Regions from separate parts of the Macaca mulatta genome. Here region 2 is linked to region 1. Evidence: chromatin contacts called from public Hi-C data. All regions are on one chromosome and are shown on one strand. The core of a region is the stretch at or near the end of the contact, and the rest is flanking DNA. Distances in the headings are between cores, read along the strand shown. Region 1 overlaps MGAT5 (alpha-1,6-mannosylglycoprotein 6-beta-N-acetylglucosaminyltransferase). Region 2 overlaps MGAT5 (alpha-1,6-mannosylglycoprotein 6-beta-N-acetylglucosaminyltransferase).

Evidence for each region. A called contact is a pair of places that touch in the nucleus more often than the background predicts.
Region 2: a contact with region 1 is called in a Hi-C map of CD4 T cells, with 2.1 times the contacts expected there. The contact joins two enhancer-like sites. A contact is called at or near these places in 2 of 14 Hi-C or Micro-C datasets (CD4 T cells and fetal cortical plate).

The regions. Positions count from the first base shown.
Region 1 is chr12:25,741,642-25,745,916 of T2T-MMU8v2.0, forward strand. All of the region lies in intron 1 of MGAT5 (alpha-1,6-mannosylglycoprotein 6-beta-N-acetylglucosaminyltransferase), which reads left to right. Among named protein-coding and RNA genes, the nearest start is that of MGAT5, 16 kb to the left of the region's middle. Within about 2 kb of position 2,345, at least 11 of the 40 cell types and tissues checked have an H3K27ac peak or open chromatin away from gene starts, as enhancers often do. A contact at or near this core is called in CD4 T cells, where this site is marked.
Region 2 is chr12:25,866,000-25,869,823 of T2T-MMU8v2.0, forward strand. All of the region lies in intron 2 of MGAT5 (alpha-1,6-mannosylglycoprotein 6-beta-N-acetylglucosaminyltransferase), which reads left to right. Among named protein-coding and RNA genes, the nearest start is that of MGAT5, 140 kb to the left of the region's middle. Within about 2 kb of position 1,347, at least 4 of the 40 cell types and tissues checked have an H3K27ac peak or open chromatin away from gene starts, as enhancers often do. A contact at or near this core is called in CD4 T cells, where this site is marked.

The sequences.
Region 1 (4,275 bases), core at 1,095-3,594:
TTACTTTCCTTTATTGTCTTTTCTGTCAACCTTAGGACATGCAATGTATATGTTTGAAACTGTGTTTAGGTAGGTTATCTGAGCATTTGGTTCAGACAGTAAAGAGAGTGTTATAAGCTCACTATGAGCCCCAGGGGCTTTGGGGCTGATAGGGTTTAGAACACTGCACTAGGGGAAATGAATTGTAAAGTAATATTTTTTCTCTAGCCCAATGATTCAGCTGAATTAATACTTTTAATGCGAAGCATTTTTTAAAAAAAGCAAACTGGCCTGGCACGGTGGCTTATGCCTGTAATCCCAGCACTTTGGGAGGCCGAGGCAGGCGGATCACAAGGTCAAGAGATCGAGACCATCCTGGCCAACATGGTGAAACCTCGTCTCTACTAAAAATACAAAAATTAGCTGGGCGTGGTGGCGGACGCCTGTAGTCCCAGCTACTTGGGAGGCAGAGGCAGGAGAATTGCTTAAACCCGGGAGGCAGAGGTTGCAGTGAGCTGAGATCACACCACTGCACTCCAGCCTGGCAACAGAGTGAGACTCCATCTCAAAAAAAAAAGAAACCTTGGCCCATGCATGGGGTATAGCAGAAATAGAGATATTGGCCCCATAGTGCTCCTCCCCGAGCCACACCCATGGGTGGTGGACTGTCCTTGTACAACCTCCACCCTCCCATATATACAGTTAGTTTTTGGCTCTTGCTGGGCCATGGCTCCCATGTAGGTCTCTGCATTATTCTGGAAAAACTGCAGGAGTAGAAGGCAAAATTAGGTTGTCACATGAGTTTCATAACTACACAAGGTTTCGGGGAGACCTGTGAGCTTGCAGGGGAAAATATTACACTTTCATTTTCACTAACTTCTAGCCAAAATTTAGCAATTCTTTCAATTTGGAAGGTTGCACATAAGGCACAGTAGTATTAGTGCTGTTTGTGACTTTGTCACCAATAGAAATCTAATATTTTCATGTCACATTAGAGATGATTAACACGTATGTTGAAATATCAATATTCATCACCACTTTGAAATTATGGTGGCAGTTGCACTTGTTGCTAGATAGTGTTAATGTGTTAAGATATAAGCTGCAGGTATTGCCATATCACAATTAAAAAAAAAAAAAATGTGGGGCCGGGCGCGGTGGCTCACACCTGTAATCCCAGCACTTTGGGGGCCTGAGGCGGGTGGATCACAAGGTCAGGAGTTTGAGACCAGCCCGGCCAATATGGCAAAACCCCATCTCTACTAAAAATACAAAAAAATTAGCCGGGCATGGTGGTGGGCGCCTGTAGTCCCAGCTACTCGGGAGGCTGAGGCAGGAGAATGGTGTGAACTTGGGAAGCGGAGCTTGCAGTGAGCCGAGATTGTGCCACTGCACTCCAGCTTGGGTGACAGAGCGAGACTCCATCTCAAAAAAAAAAAAAAATTGGGGGGCCGGACGCAGTGGCTCATGCCTGTAATCCCAGCACTTTGGGAGGCCAAGGCGGGTGGATCACTTGAGGTCAGGAGTTTGAGACCAGCATGACCAACATGGCAAAATCCTCTCTCTACTAAAAATAAAAAATTAGCCGAGCATGGTGGCGGAGTGTCTGTAATACCAGCTACCAGGGTGGCTGAGGCAGGAGAATCGCTTGAACCCCGGAGGCAAAGGTTGCAGTGAGCTGAGTTCACGCCACAGCACTCCAGCCTGGGCAACAGGGTGAGACTCTGTCTCAAAATACATGAATAAATAAAATAATAAATGAATATAAAAAATATTTTGGTAACTATATTTCAATATAATTGATTTCCTCTGCAGTCCTGTGTATTTTATTTTATGCATTAAAAAAATCTTTCTGAGAAGAAGTCCATAGGCTGCCCCTAGTTCGCCAAGGGATACAATAGAATTGTGGTGTGTTCTAGACCCTGCACACCCACTGTTCCCCTTCCCTCCTCTTCATTAAGAGTTGACCTCCTCCTGACTTGGGCTTCCTCCAAGGCTGTCAATTATGTGTGTAGCGTGGGTGTAGGCTTATCTCCAACTTTTTTTCTTAGACCTGGTCAAATAATTGAGCTCTGTTATTGGCTCACTCTTTTATCATATGCAAGGAGGCAAGTTTATCAGAACGTTCCTCCAGCAAAGCCGTATCTGTCACTACAAGGTACATGATTCATTTAAAGCCAAATGTCCTAATTATCTGAATCCTAAACAGAAGTCTGACTTGAGCTTCAGTTTCAGTTTTTCAAGTGGAGAAAACCCACAGACATTCTGCAGGAAAATGCCCTAAATACACATTAACCACCTGTTTTCCTGTTGGTATGCTTTAAGGTTCTATCATCACCAACAGCACTCTAAGAAATACCCTGCTGCCCAAGAAGTATGTTGTGTACATGGTTGCCAGGGGTGTCTTCCTGTTGGGGTATGGCTTTGGAGAGAGGGACATCCCCTAGAAATTGGGGCTTGGCTTGGAGGCAGTCAGTGCCATAGGAATGCACTTCCTCTGGGCTTCCCGCTTTCCACTCAGTGAGTCCAGCCCAGAGGGTGCTGTGCCGCTGCTATAACTGGATTTCTGAGAGTGGAGTCAGCATTTTTTTGTTTCTGGAAACTTCTCTTGATAGGAAATGACTGTCCACAGAAGAGCTTACTGTACTGCGCCTCGCCGGTCTCCAGACTTGAAGTCATTGCTGTGCTGCCATGGGCATCTCTTTCCTCTCGTAGCTATATTTAGAGCATGAAAATGCTGAACATTTCCTTTCTGTTTCTTTAGAAGTCAGAGCGGGGAGGGATTTCTTGTATTCAACACAAATCCCTCCGACAACCATATTAAAAGACAGTGGGAGTAATACTTTTTCGTTCTTTGGCTGGGCGACAGAGCGAGACTCCGTCTCAAAAAAAAAAAAAAAAAAAAAAAAAAAAAAAAAAAAATATTAACGCTGAAGCTTGGACTAGAATAGTCTATTTTTTTTTTCTGCTTCATTTTTCTATGGATTTTGTTATTGATCAGTTTTATCATTGAGGCAGTTCCATTACATTGTATTCTTACTGTTTAAAGAGAATGTATCTGTATTTAACAAGTTTATCAATGAAGGGATAGCATCTCATCTTTCTTTTTCTTTTTCTTTTTGCAAATGGAAATAGCAAAGTTTTGTTGCTTTCTGAGTCACTGATTGATATTACAGATTTGTGTTCAAGATTGTTGGCACAATTAGGCCTATTATTATTATTATTATTTTGAGACAGAATCTTGCTCTGTTGCCCAGGCTAGAGGGCAGTGGCACTGGTCACTGGTTTCAAACTCCCGGGATCAAGTGATCCTCCCACCTCAGCCCCCCAAAGTCCTGGGATTATAGACGTGAGTCTGGCCTAGGCCTAATTTTTAAAGTGAGATACCTAAGATAATTTTATTAAGAAGCTGTTCTTCTATCATTGCCTTTTTTTTTTTGTTTTTGGCTTGAGAAAGCAAGAAATTCACCAAATTTACTCACTAAGAGGTAGTGATTCAGTCTGTAGGATCTCTGGCCACTCCCCTCCCCCACTCCAAACCACATTCACTTGAACTGTTTCGTAGATCTTAATCCTGCTTTGTGGAGAGCATAAATAAAGTCCAGAAGGTCTAAAGTGTAAGAGTCAAAATACCCATGTGTGGTCCATCTTCTGGTCAGATGGATGACAGAATTAATTGTGCAGCTGCTGGACACGGATAGATCCCATTACCATTTTATAGACCATATCACAGTAGAAAGTGGAAAATATAGGTCCTGTCTTCAACTTGACAACCAAAAGGCGAGGACCTCACACGTACGGAAGAATGCTTTCTCTCTGAGAACAGTCCTTTTGAGCATGGTTGCTGGTGTACGGGGAATACTGGGTCCTCCTGTGACCGCATCTCATGCACACTGTCTAATGTCATGTTTGGGATAACCATGTATATTAGCTTCCCTTATTTTCACTGGACAAACGTGAAACTCACGTGGGAAAGTGAAGTATGTTGTCTGGGGTGACTCACATAATAAGCAAGGTGGTCATATAATTTATCATCCGAATCAGGATGCTTTTGAGAGTGAAGAGGGGTGCTATTGATGATTATGCTGGGATAACAGGCATAAAAGGGGATATGTGGTCCCCCTACTAATAAGGTACAGATTGGGGGTTGAATGCAGGTCTCTGATCTTAAATCATTCCTACTTTCCATTACATGCTGTTAGATCAGGCCACTCTGTCTGCAAATGAATTGGTAAGGCACAGATGGAAGAACCTTCTGAAGTTGAGTTTTGCTCCAAGAATAGAGCCAAAGAGAAATTC
Region 2 (3,824 bases), core at 97-2,596, 120 kb after region 1:
ATTCACCTGTCTCTGCGCCTCTGCATTTGCTCTCCCCCACGCCTTCCTATCTTCCTTCTTTGTTTGTAAATAAAGTTTGTTAGAACACAGCCATGCCCATTCCTTCTGTTTCAGAGAAGTTAGCCTTCCCTCCTTCACAGGAGGGCCCAAGCCCACTGTTACTCTCATTCTTTATAACACTCAAGCTACTTAGCATCAAGTATTTGTTGTATGAGCTGATCGTGTGTCTCTCCCGCTTACAATGTAAGTTCTGAAAGAGCAGGGACTTTGGTCTGTTTTGTTCCCTGCTGTGCCCCGGAACTTAGTACCTTCTGCCTGGCGCATAGTAGGAGCCATGAATGAATAGCAGCAGCCCTTGGCGAAACTCTGTGATGTTCTGTGTGGTACAGTTACAGCTGGGACTCATTTGAAAATCACAATAATGTTTTTAGTGAAGCAGGAAATGAGAAGAAATTCCCTATGGGCTCTGCATCTAAGAGGCTCCAAGTAGCTATTATGCATGATCCTGACATGGAAACTATTGTTTATTCTGGAAGGTAGTTAGTGTTTCTGTTGGAGGGATGGAACACGTTGTGTTCCTTACTGATGTGTGACTTTGAACAAGTCACCGATCATCTTAAAGCTTACTTCCTCTTTTGTAAAACAGACAGTATAATATCACTTAATCTCATAGGCTTGTTGTGAGGATTACAAATGACAAAGTTTATTTAGGCACTTAGATTGACTTAGATTATTCTTGTACTTTTTTTTTTTTTGGTGTTTTTGTTTTATTTTTGTTTTGTCTTGTTTTGGAGATAGTCTTGCTGTGTCACAAAGGCTGAAGTACAGTAGTGTGATCATGGCTCTAGCAACCTCCGCCTCCCAGACTCAAGCCTTATGCCCACCTCAGCCTCCAGAGTGTAGGCACGTGCCACCACGCTAGGCTACTTTAAAACAAAAAAGTTATTTTATCTAAAGATGGAATCTCACTGTCTTGCCCAGGCTGGTCTCAAACTCCTGGCCTCAAGTGATTCTCCCACCTCAGCCTCCCAAAGTGCTGGGATTACAGGTGTGAGCCACTGTGCCCAACTAGTACTTAATCAAAGTGCATTCTTTCCTATTAGTTATCACTAACTCTGACTTGAATATGTATCTGCATCTGTTACCACCCAGCCATAACTGTTCATGTAGATCTGACATTGATCATTCGTTTGAACACACGGCTTCAGCAACCTGTTTATGCAGCTGTTCTTAGCCTTTACAGGGGTAGAGCCTGACCAGATGTGAGAGGAAATATGCTCTGTTTCAGAAGAGGTGAGGCTTGCCACCACCCTCCTAAACTAGGAGATGTGGTTGTCATTGCCCTCTTCAAAAGATACAGTTTTCCTCTGTGGGCTGTAAGATAAGCTGGGTGTGGCCAAGTTCACCTTTGTATCTAACCAGGGCATTGGTGGTGGTGGTGTTTCTGGCATGGTACAGTGAGCAGGAAGGAGTAGTGTACAAGGCTACCCTTTCCAAGAAGGTGCGGGCCCTGGTGTCAGGTGAGGACAATGGATGACAATAGGCTTGACCTCTCAGCACTTCTGATTCCTTACCTTTTCTATAAAAAAGGCTACAAGTCTTTGTTTCTATTCCATGCAGCGGGCTACATGTTAGGAAAATTCAGAGAATAGCCTAAGAACTCTATTCTGGATGTTAACAGATTCCATAAAGCACTTAATATCATCAACAGGCCTAGATAGGATCCTTTACCAGATTCCAATGCATGGAAATTTCCTCGATGGTAATGACACCCTCTGCATCACCTTAGGAAAAACATTTGCTTCTGGGCAGAAGTTCTGGTGAAATCTTAAATCTGTAGTTCTAACTCAGAAGAGAAGGCTAGTCAGTGTTGCCGAGCATCTGGGCTGCTCTTTGACTGTGTGATAATTGTTGTATGCCCTTTTGTGTCCAGAATCTGCTGCCTGGGACCACTGCAGGGTGGAAGCCACCTTTGTCAGTTCAGGAGCAGGCAAATTATCCAACATGTGGCTTTAAAATTCAAATGAGATAAGGCAGTAAGGGTCACTAAGATGTTTCTGGTGGGTAATGCCTTACGTGACTTTAGGGTACTGTGGCACTATCTTTGATTTCTTTTTTTGTTCTTTTTTTTTTTTTTGAGACGGAGTCTCGCTCTGTCGCCCAGGCTGGAGTGCAGTGGCCGGATCTTAGCTCACTGCGAGCTCCGCCTCCCGGGTTCACGCCATTCTCCTGCCTCAGCCTCCCGAGTAGCTGGGACTAAGGTGCCCGCCACCACACTCGGCTAGTTTTTTGTATTTTTTAGTAGAGACGGGGTTTCACCATGGTAGCCAGGATGGTCTCGATCTCCTGACCTCGTGATCCGCCCGTCTGGGCCTCCCAAAGTGCTGGGATTACAGGCTTGAGCCACTGCACCCGGCTATCTTCGATTCTTAAGAGTACAATTCATGTACTATGTATATATATTTAAAATAACACTTAATGCCTTTGTGACTTTGAAAATAATGTGAATTTTTATGTAAAATTAGAGCATATGAGGCAGTATGGAGATGAATAAAGAATAAATATTACCTCTAAGTGCAGATCTTACCCAGTAAGATTGATTTCTCTTTTTTCTTTTAAAAAAAAGTGATACATACGTGTGTGTATATATGTCTATATGTACATGAATATATGCCTTTTTTTAAATTAAGATACTGCATTTCCTTATGCCATTAGGTATTTTTGATGACTGTACACTTTTCCTTTTTTATCCATCCACTTAACAAATATTTATTGAACTCCTGATATTAATAGCTAGTGGCCATAAACAGAGATGACAAGCAGACTTGGTCTCTGCCCTCCCTAAGTTTACAGTCTAGTGATTTATTCTATCTTATGAATGGCTGACATAATGTAATTTAATCTTTTTGTTGTGTGTTTGGGTAATTTCCAGTTCTTATCTGTAATAACACTATTTTATAAATAACACTGCTTTGAATGTCCTTGTACATAATAAATGGACTCTATTTGGGTCATTACTGTAACTCTATTATCTTTCTGTGGAAAGGTCACTCTAAAATTAATTTAAAAATATATAATTGATGAAACTTGACATTCCTGACAGTCAATGGAAATAAGAGGTTGAGGTTAATTCTTTTTTCATTAGCACCTTCCTTTCTCATTAACGCCCCGTCTTTGCCGGTTTCTCCAGAGCAGCAAGTGAAGCTGCTCTGTGGCTCTGTTGTTCATGCTCTGCCTCTCGGGCAGCCATGGTGAAAAGGGATTTGATTTAGGAGCAGGCACAGATGTAAATTATTTTTGGCAGTTCAGATATAAGACCTTGCTCATTGCATAGTTGGTTTTGTGCCATAGTATCATGGCAGCTGCACCTTCACAGTAGATCTCAACCTTGGCTGTGCCCCAATCCTTGATGGACTCTGCAGATCTGGATTTAGTGCATTGAAGTTGCAACCTGGTAACTCTGCACAAAGTGAGTCTGATGCACAGCAGGGCTAAGAACCACTGCTTTAGAAGCATGTTCCAGGAAAAATGGGGTGGTGGGCAGCGTAGCTCCCAAGCATGGCCGTTTTTGATAATTCCTGAAATACGGATTGATTTTGATGATCTGGGAAATGAAGGTTTACCTCGCAGTCTCACATTATTAGCTGATAGATCTATAAACCTTATTCCACCAGTAGGGCCCTCCTTTCTATTGAGATCCATCCATCTCCTTGAATTCCAGAGATGGAGAAAAGTGTGATTTGCAGTTATAGCTCCTTGGCTGTCTGCTCAAGGATGTGTCTGTCAGCCCCTTCCAGTCACTTCTTACCCATTAATGCCATGGC